Linked DNA regions of Oryctolagus cuniculus: region 1 is linked to region 2. The links are chromatin contacts, called in public Micro-C maps. All regions are on one chromosome and are shown on one strand. The core of a region is the stretch at or near the end of the contact, and the rest is flanking DNA. Distances in the headings are between cores, read along the strand shown. Region 1 holds the start of FHIP1A (FHF complex subunit HOOK interacting protein 1A). Region 2 overlaps FHIP1A (FHF complex subunit HOOK interacting protein 1A).

Region 1 (4,894 bases), core at 1,887-4,386, 200 kb before region 2:
TACAACCAATGTACTTTTTCTTTCACTTAATATTATAATTTCTAAAACAATAGACTCAAACTATTAGCTGCTTACTGAATGCATGCTGTAAAAAAATAGATTGCTAGTGCCAGCGCTGTGGTGCAGTGGGTTAAGCCGCCATCTGAAGTGCCGACATCTCATAAGGTGCTTGTTCTAGTTCCGGCTGCTCCACTTCTGATCCAACTTTCTGCTAACGTGGCTGGAAAAGCAGGGTAAGATGGCCCAAGTCTCTGGGCCCCTGCCACCTACTTGAGAGACCCAGAAGAGGCTCCTCATTCTTGGGTTCGGCCTGGCCCAACCCTGGCCACTGTGGCCATTTGGGGAGTCAACCAGCAGATGGAAGAGATCTCTCCCTCTGTCATTCTGTTTTTGAAATAAATAAATAAATCTTCTAACAAAAAAATCTTCCCAGCAGCATTAGCAGGGATTTGGATCAGAAGTAGAGCAGCTGGGAATTGAAATCGCTTAACCTGCTGTGCCAGAATACCAGTCCCCAACCTGTTCCTTTCAATGTTCTCCTCCATCCTTGTTATAACAGTTTCATCCCCAGCTGCTCAGGCCAAAAGCCTCAGGGTCACCCTTGTCTCTGTTCCTTCATACCCTGTATTCAATCTCGAAACGCTGTTAACATCGCCTCCACCTGTCTCTCTCTCCAAGTTCCTGCCACTTGCTCCTGGGTTATTTCAATAGCTTCCTGTCTCTGTGCTTCAGCCTTTACCCTCTACTGTCTGTTCTCAATCCAGCAGTCAAAGTGATTCTATTACATGAGGAGGCTTCTAAAACTGTGGAAAAACAGAATTAAAGCATAAGTTTATTTTGACATAAAAATTTGAAACCCATGCATATTTTTTCAAAATATTCATTTTCCTTGAACTTTTTGATGATCTCTCAAATGTAGGAAGGTACCACTTTCCAGTTCTCTGATGGTTCCCAGTTCTGGTCTGTTTCACCCTCACCTCTTCTGCCTTAATCTTTTCCATTCTTCCACTCTGCCGTGTTGGTTGCTCCTAGAATACTAAGGCATGCTCTGGCCTCAGGATCTTGCAGTTGCCGTATTTCCTGCCTGGAAAGTTGTCCTCTCAGATAGCCTGCTTCAGAACTTCCCTGAGGTCTCCGAATTTCACCTCCTCCAGAGGCTTTCCTTGATTGCCCTACTGAAAAGATCACGCCTCATATTTCTTAAACATCCTGTTTAATTTTTTTCCATGACATGTCTAATCATCTGTCAGTCCACATATTTTTCTTTTTTGTCCATCGTCTCCCAACTGGAAGGTAAGCTCCATGAAGTTTGGAATTTGATGTCTGTGTTCTCTGCTCTGTCCCAAGCCCTAGCAGAGTGCCTAGCACGCAAAAAGTTTCATTTAATGTTTGTTGAATAAATGAATGATTCTCCTGCATCCCACTGTCAGAGCAAGGCTCTGGTGGCCTGCTGTGCAGAACTTTCCAGCTTGTACCCTGATCTCTATCTCCCTTGCTCTTTTCCAGCGTTTCCTTAGGCGCCACTTCTTTCTTGCCTGCACTGTCACAGGTGAAAGGGAATTCTGAAGAGTACTGAAGGCAGGTACAACCTGCGTTCCTGCTGCCAATCTCAAGCCCAGGATGGGCGGTAGACAGTTACAGAAAAAGTGGAAGCGGGCACTCTCCAGTGACCATGCTTGCGGGAGCTTGAAACTAGATATGCCTGATTTGGGTTATCTCTGGATGTCAGGCAGCAAGAATGAAGGAAGGAAGACACTTCCTCCAAAGGAGGATTTGGTGAGGCCCTAGCCCGAGAGGGGACGTTGTTGTGTGGAAACCCCACACATCCTCCTTCACTAACTGGGCCACAGCCCCACCCCCTGGGATTAAGGTTCACCTCAAGTTTCAGCCACACCAACCACAGGGCCATGAAAATGCCCAGAACTTCTAACCAACAGTTTCTGATTTCTCCTCCGGGACTTAAAGTCCAGAAAGCAGAGCCTTGACTTTGCCGCCCCAGTACGTAAGGGGCGTGGGAGAGGAGGTGGCGCTGCCTGCTTGGCACCCGGCTCGGAGGGCTGGGCTCCAGGAAGGGTTCTGAGGTACCCGGCAGGGCCAAAGGCCACCCTTCCCGCGCAGGGTGGCGGGGACACGGAGCCCTCCCACCCTCCGCGAGCCAGGAGTTGGGCAAATTTCCTCTGCGTTGTGGAACCGCGCAAACCGAAGCGTTCTCAAGTATTTTGGGGTGTGAATGGGGCGGGAGGGAATTGTCAGTGAATACGTGACACACACTCCTCAAACCCACGAACTACTCTGGGGACCTCCAGATTACCCCTAAAAAGCAGCGCACAACACCTGGCAGCTCCCATTATTAACGTCTGCTGAGGCCGATTTCCCCCTGCCCGCTTCAGGGAGTTTGCCAGCAGAACAGGCGAACGTGTTCATCACTGGCCTCAGCTGTATTGGGTCTGCGTTACCATTTTTCAAATCCAGACCTCCGGAGGGAAAAGAAAGGCGTATGGGGGAGACCCGGGAGTGCGTCGGGGAGCCGGGGGGAAGTGAGAGCTCCAAAAACGGCCCAGGCGGGGGCAGAAGGGGCCTTCGGGCCGGGCAGGGCCAGACACGTTTCTAGTTTTTTGTCGGGCGGTGTTGTGTGAGGAGGTGACGTCCCGGCGAAAGGCTAGCCCCCAAGGGCGCTGCGTCCTCCAGGGCGCCCCAGTTTTAAGTTTCTGTGGAAACTTTCTCTCCGAGGCTCCTCCCCCTTCACCTTGGAAACCAGCGCGGAGCAGGCGCCTGGCGCGGCCAGTTTCCCGGGCGCACCTGGAAGCCAGGGCAGGGACGGGGCCTGGGCGGGGCCTGGGCGGGGCCGGCGGCGCGCTCCCCGGGGCCCGCCCGGCAGGTTGGGCCCCGCCCCGCCCCGGCTCTCGCCCCGCCCGCGCTCCCGAGGGCGCAGAGGGGCGGGGGCGAGCCCGGTACTCGCACGGCTCCGGCGGCCGCTGACGCACCGTCGGAAAGTTGCGCTCCGACCTTTTTCTTCGCGGTACTCCTGTGGAGTTTGAGCCCGGCCCGGAGGACCTGGGCCGAGACCTGTGAGCGGCGTCCAGCCGGGGCGCGGAACACGCTGTTCCGGACGGGGTGAGGAGCCGGCTCTGCCTTCCTCGCCGCGCCTTGGCGTGGGTGGCGGCTCTGGGGGCCCGCGCCCCCCGGGGCTGTGACATAAACTTTCTGGGCTGTTCGGAGCCGCTGGCCCGGCGAGTTCCACACAGCGCGGTGAGGAGGAGCCGCGACGCTCACAGGTACGTGGCGAGCTGACCCGAGCTTTGCGTTTGAAGAGGAATTGTTTAGGGTCGGAGGGGCAGGGAGAACCCCAGTTTCTCTCCCTGCTGGATACCCGGCTTGGGCCGCAGGAACAGGTACTGGAGTAGGCGCTGGCCGGGAATCGTCCCGCTGGGAGTCGCCGCGTCGGGCCGGGGCGCGGCAGCGCGGAGGTGGCTTCCAGGGCTGCGGGCTGCGGGCTCCGGGACGGGACGGTACTCGGTGTCTGACCCTGGTGGAGAGGGGGACGGCTTGTTTTTGCCCGAGGAAGATGGCATCAGGGCTCTCCACCCCTTTTCTCGGTCCCTGGGGCCAGAGAGCCTGGGTCCCGCGGGAGGAACGGGCGAAGGCGTAGAGATCAGGAGCTCGGTTTTCCTCTCCAGACCTCCTGGCGGTGCGGCTCGGAGGTTTGTGGCACTTTCCTGCCGTGAGGACTAGGGTGGCGGTTGCTCAGTTTCCTGAATTCTCTGATGAAACTGCGTTCAGGTTGTGGTGGTTGATTGATTGATAGTGGGTGTTTATCCGTGTTTTCCCTGGCACCAGCAACGCTCCCTTGTCAGTCCCCGCTCTGCCAGTGAGCAGAACTATTTGCTGTCTTATTTCCAGCCGGGCCAGAGAGAGGTGTTGGTTGGGGCGGTAGCCTTGTCAGTCTGGAACTTTGGGAATCACGTGAGCAGGTCTGGTGAATTAGCCCAGTTCTGTTCCAGCCTCCTGGACCCATCAGTTCCTAACAGGTCCTGCTGCTATCGGTCAGCAGGTGCTGCAGCCCCAGGAATGCTAGGGCGGGGAAAAATCTTCCCCTAGAGGAAAAGAGCCCAATACTGAGGGGAAGAGACTGCGTTCAGGAGAGGAGTGTGAACCTCCTGCCAATTGTTGCTTCCATGTAGGCTGTGCCGGCGCCCTTTGCTTCTCTGGAAAGGCTCTGCTATCAAATTCATCTCATTAAGAGGTCAGCTGCTCCCTGCTAATAGGCACAGCAGCCCTGATGAAATTATATAGGTCACTGAAAAATAATTCCTGCTTAATCACCTTTATCCTGTTGGTTAACGAGAGAAAAGATTTCCTCTCTTAATGTACCGTGCTTGCATGTCAGGGTCACCTGCCTGACCTCAAGTTCACTTGTGCACCTGATGTTGGACTGCACTGGGTTTTCTGAAGCTGCTGTTTGTAGAACTTCGGTGTTCTTTAGACACAAATTGAGCGGAAAATTCAGTCCATAAATTTACTGATTAATAGAGCATACTCCTTGGCGTTGGATAACTTTTCAGACAATTAAGGGCTGATTTTTTGTAGCTCTAATCAATCTCTTTCCACAAAGCTCATAAGAATTGTGTCCATGCCTGTGTTGAAATAAATTAAGTTTGGGGTCCCATTTGTTATTTGTCCTATGGCTTTTAGGAGTGGGATTAAACAGTATGGCTGAATGGAAAACGCAAGAGAAACTGTGCATCTCTAAAGTAGATCCAAGCTCTCTGCTGTGGCCCGGGAGTGCAGTGGAGGATGGCCCAAGTACTTGGGCCCTGCACCCCATGAGAGACCAGGAGAAGCACCTGGCTCCTGGCTTCCGATCAGCGCGGTGCGCTGGCCGCAGCGGCCATTG
Region 2 (4,876 bases), core at 1,858-4,357:
ATTTGCACAGTGTATTTTCTTACTTTCAGTGTTTTATCCACTGGGATCCCTCCAGCTCTGTTAATTGTATTTTTCCCCTGAACTGAATCTCTGAGATTAAAAGTATGTAGCTGAGATGACAGGGCAGGGAAATCTGAGGCAAGGTTGAGAGTATAAGAAAATGGGTCATCCTAGGAGTGAGCCAGACCTAAGGAAGCCACAGTGAGTGTCTCAGGAATCGTGATCTCCATGGGACTGGAGTGTCAGAGTTGGTAAGTAGGTAAAACTAGGCAGCAGACGAAATCAGGGACATAGAAATATTGGAGTTTGATGGGAGGAGAGGACATTAAAGCCAAAAATAAGGAAAAGTCTACGTCATATCAGGAATCAGCCTATAGAATTGCAAAGAACGATGATACCACTTGGGCAGCAACCTTGGGGCCCTCAGGATAGAGTTTGTTGGCATTTCAGTGCAAGTTGTGTTCTAGGCCGGCGCTGCGGCTCAATAGGCTAATCCTCCACCTAGCGGCACCGGTATACCAGGTTCTAGTCCCAGTCGGGGCGCTAGATTCTGTCCCAGTTGCCCCTCTTCCAGGCCAGCTCTCTGCTGTGGCCCAGGAAGGCAATGGATGATGGCCCAAGTCCTTGGGCCCTGCACCCCATGGGAGACCAGGAGAAGCTTCTGGCTCCTGCCTTCGGATCAGCATGGTATGCTGGCCGCAGCGCGCCAGCTGTGGCGGCCATTGGAGGGTGAACCAACGGCAAAAGGAAGACCTTTCTCTCTGTCTCTCTCTCTCTCACTATCCACTCTGCCTGTCAAAAAAAAAAAAAAAAAAAAAAAAGTTGTGTTCTAGCCAAGAAGCTTCTTAAGAATTCCCTCCCAGGGTGGGAACCAATCCCAGGGTGTGGGCCCCACAGCCTACTTGTAAAAGCTACACCCTGGGTGTATCCTCCTGCAAGGGAAAAGGAGGTAGTCTGGGAGGGCCTGACACCCAAGAAGAGAGGTTAAAGATGTGTGGCAATACAGGCAAGTCAGCACCTTGCGGAGCATTGTGTATTCCATGACTCAGAAGCCTTGGTTTTAACACACCCGTCTTCCAGGCAGTAAAACACCGGGCCAAGGCTGGAAATGCTGAAAGTGGTCTTACTCTGTTCCGTTCCAGAAGATCAACAGACCTTCTATAGCTGACGGTTAATTGTTTCTCTGCCCATTAACCCAGAAGGCAGTGTAAAGGAGCAGGGTAAAGGTGCTTCACTTTAAAAGCTGTTTAAGTAGTTTGCATTCTGTATGAAAATCTTGGTTCTGTTTTTAAGGTTTAATTACAGCACAAAAAGTAGATCTGTTTGTAAAGGAATGCACTGGAAAGAGTAATATAAATTAAGATTAATTCATGAGAAAAATATAATTTGTGATCATGTAGAGTTTTGCTGTATGTTATATACATTTAGATATGTAATATTTGCATGTGTATATTGCATAAATATATGTGTATTTATATGTATATATTTAGGAGTTTCTGAGATTTAAGAGATTTCCAATTACTGCTTTTAAATGAGTGGGTCCTTTCATTTGGTATTATTACAAAATTATTCTTTTATTTTTCTTAGAAAATTTGGTCAATTTATAGGAAATAATGAATTAACTTTAAAATATCATTTATATTTCTTCAGACTCACTTCTAAGCATGTATACATTTACCTTTTAAGAAAATTATTTTTGTTAGAGAGGCAGAGAGAAAAAGATAGCAAGAGAGAGAACGAGAGCACATGCTACCATCTACTGGTTCATTCCCGAAATGCCTGAAGTGGCAGGGGCTGGGCTGGAGCCAGAGCCAGGACCCAGGAATGCAATCCAGGTCTTCCATGTGGGTGACAGACATGAGCCATCACTGCTGCCTCCCAGGATCTGGATTGGTGGGAAGCTAGAGTCAAGAGCTGGAATCGAACCCAGGAATTCCAGCAAGGGATATGGACATCTCAACTTATAGATTCAATGCCTGCTTTAGTATATGTGTTTTCAACTTACATTATTTCATGTATATATTTGCATGCAATTATATAATTCATTTAGTGTTTATTTTCCATAGTTATATTATATGTTGATATAACATTTTAATTATTATTTTACTCATAACAAGGTTGATACTATTTTTATTTTTCATTATTGGAAAATATCATTGGTGTGAACATTTTTAAACAAATTTTTGAGTTGTTTCCTGGGACATTTTCCCCAAAGTCAGATTAATAATTCAAAGGGCAGGGACAATTTTGTAATTTCTGTTACATATTGCCAGATTGTCTTACAAAAAGATTGAGCTAATTTCCTACACTACTGTCAATGTGTAAGGCACAGTCCCAGTTTTAGACAGTTTAGACAGTCTGAGCACACATGAGAAGTGTAATTACATTTTTACCCAGAGGCTTAGCTGTAAAGATAGCTGTCATAAGTAAACTCAGTATGTGGACTTTGAAATTACAGAACTGATAAAGTGGGTAGCAAATTTGTTCTTCAGAATGTAGAGCCTTGAATTGAGGGATTTTAAGGGCTGGAGAGTGTGTGGTGTTGAGGCAGAGGCCTCTCTAGGACCAGTGTGGTACTGATTGCACCGTATGAGATGCTCTCTAGGCCCAGAGTAGAGGGAAGTGAGCACAGTAGGTCCTGGGTTTCTGCCACTGGTGAGGTCATCAACCTGTGAGGGGTTCTGGAGGGCTCCTCCTTGGAGGTGGTGGGGTCAGTGGTGGGGTCGTCTGCATACCCTGGAGGCAGGCATGCAGCAGAAGAGAAGTCCAGTGGCTCCAGTGTAGCCAGCAGTGGTCCCTGTACATCCTGGTAACTGCTGATGGGAGGCTTTCCTCATTGAAAATGTCAACTCAAGGGTGTGGAGGTGACACAACATTATTGACTTTATAATGGAAGTTGATAGAGATTATAGATTCTACAGAAATGCATTCATTCTCTCAGGATGTAGCTGCCCAGTCTATAAAGATTCCTTTCCCCTGCTTCTGGCAGGAGAGAAACATAGATCTCTCCCTGAGAAGTAAGTTTTCTTCATTGCTCATGCCTGCTGACATAGCACTGAACATTTTCCAGCTTCCCCAGTGACTTCGCAGAAATCTTGTGACCTAAATACAGAACATGCTTTGGCACATCTTAGAACTGGGCTGGGAGAGTACTGCAAAAGACAGACTTTCCATACAGTTCAGAAAGGCAAAAAGTAACAAAGATAAAACCATCAGTAAAACATTTTGTTGTTTAAAAAATTATCATGTGTATACATTTTAAAGGGAATAAATTATGGGTATTGTGGAAATTCCAAGTCATAAAGTTAAATAGAAATTGAGATATAAGATTGTTTTAATGTCCAGGTTCCAAAGTAGAAATAACTATTAGTAAACAGAAAGGGGTAGGAAGCAATCAAATGCCAGCAATGGTAAGGGACAGACACAGACCAAGGACTTGATTGAGAGATTTATTTATTTATTATGGTTAATTGATTTGTGTGTGTAGTTCATATTAAAAATGTGCCACCTTAATTATTTTAAATGTATAATTCAGTGGCATTTATTACATTCACAGTCATTACCGCTATTCCCAAACTTACACTTTTAGGATTTATTTTGTAATAGATTCTTGTAGAATTTTTCAGTTTAAAAAGATGCAGGATTCAAATCTTTAATTTTGTAGTTTTAGCACATTCCCTATTTTAGGGTTGATTATGCTACCTACAGATCTCTTTCTCATCAGCTTCCTTGTTACTGCTGCATGCATGATTGAAGAGGACCCACATCTTAGTAGAGGAGGGAAGGATATCATGTGGTCAGAGACGTACCAGTAGGTTTGGGGTGTTGTGGCCCAGTGGATCAAGCTGCCACTTCAAATGTCAAATGCTGGTATTGCATATCAGTGTGCCTGAGTGAGACCCATATCTTCTGCTTCTGATCCAGCTTCCTGCTAATGCACCCAAGAAGACAGCAGATAGATGATGGCCTGTGTTCTTGGATTCCTGCCACCCATGTGGGAGACCTAGATGGAGTTCTGGGCTCCTGGGCTTGGTCTTGCCCAGCCTTGGATGTTGTGGGCATTTGGGGAGTGAACCAGCAAATGGAGGGTCTCTTTCTCTCTGCCATTCGAATAAACAAATCTTTAATATATATATATATATATATATATATATATATATATATATATATAAGTTACTGTGTTAATTCTACTAAAATCTCCAAAACAACTCTATTTGTAGGAGAGTATGGAAAGTTAGGTTTCCTTTTACTTATTTAACGTAATTTAGCATTTTAAGAGAAATATTATATTATTGACAGTTTAGAAAAGATTTAAGAACTTGTCATTTTGAATATAAAATGTCATTTTTGCATATTTCTTTTCACTGTTTTCATATATATGTCTTTGACATAGTTGATAATTATGGATCTAACAAATACAGGTAGCTTACTTTTTCATCTAATATACCACTTACAGTTTTTCCTTTTGCTCAGCAGTCTTTGTAATAAGAGTCCAAGGAATGCATGTGTCTTAATTCATAGAACCATACTATTTTCTTTGTTATGTAGGCTGGCAAAATATTAAGCTATTTTAAATTATTTAGTTCATTTATTTGAGAAGGGAACAGAGAATGAGAGAGAGAGAAATCTCTTATCCACTGGTTTACTCCTTAAATACCTGCAGTAGCCAGTGGAGGGCCAGGCCAAAGCCAGGAATCTGGAGTTCAATCTGGGCCTCTCACATGGGCAGCAAGGACTTGGCTGCTTGAACCATCACTTCTGCCTCCCAGGGTGTGCATTAGTAGGAAGCTGGAATTGGGATCAAAGCTGGGAATTGATCCTCAGCATTCTGATATGGAATGCAGGCATCCTAAGTGACATCTTACCTGCTGTACCA

What was found. A called contact is a pair of places that touch in the nucleus more often than the background predicts.
Region 1: a Micro-C map of ear pinna shows a contact between it and region 2, with 5 times the contacts expected there. The contact joins the promoter of FHIP1A here to the enhancer-like site in region 2. A contact is called at or near these places in 2 of 6 Hi-C or Micro-C datasets (ear pinna and psoas muscle).

What each region holds. Positions count from the first base shown.
Region 1 is chr8:13,200,545-13,205,438 of mOryCun1.1, reverse strand. It overlaps FHIP1A (FHF complex subunit HOOK interacting protein 1A), which reads left to right and starts at 3,136. Exons shown (of 12, transcript XM_051819359.2): 1 at 3,136-3,275.
Region 2 is chr8:13,000,377-13,005,252 of mOryCun1.1, reverse strand. The region is part of intron 4 of FHIP1A (FHF complex subunit HOOK interacting protein 1A); the gene reads left to right. Among named protein-coding and RNA genes, the nearest start is that of GATB, 200 kb to the right of the region's middle. Within about 2 kb of position 3,107, at least 2 of the 8 cell types and tissues checked have an H3K27ac peak or open chromatin away from gene starts, as enhancers often do. A contact at or near this core is called in ear pinna, where this site is marked.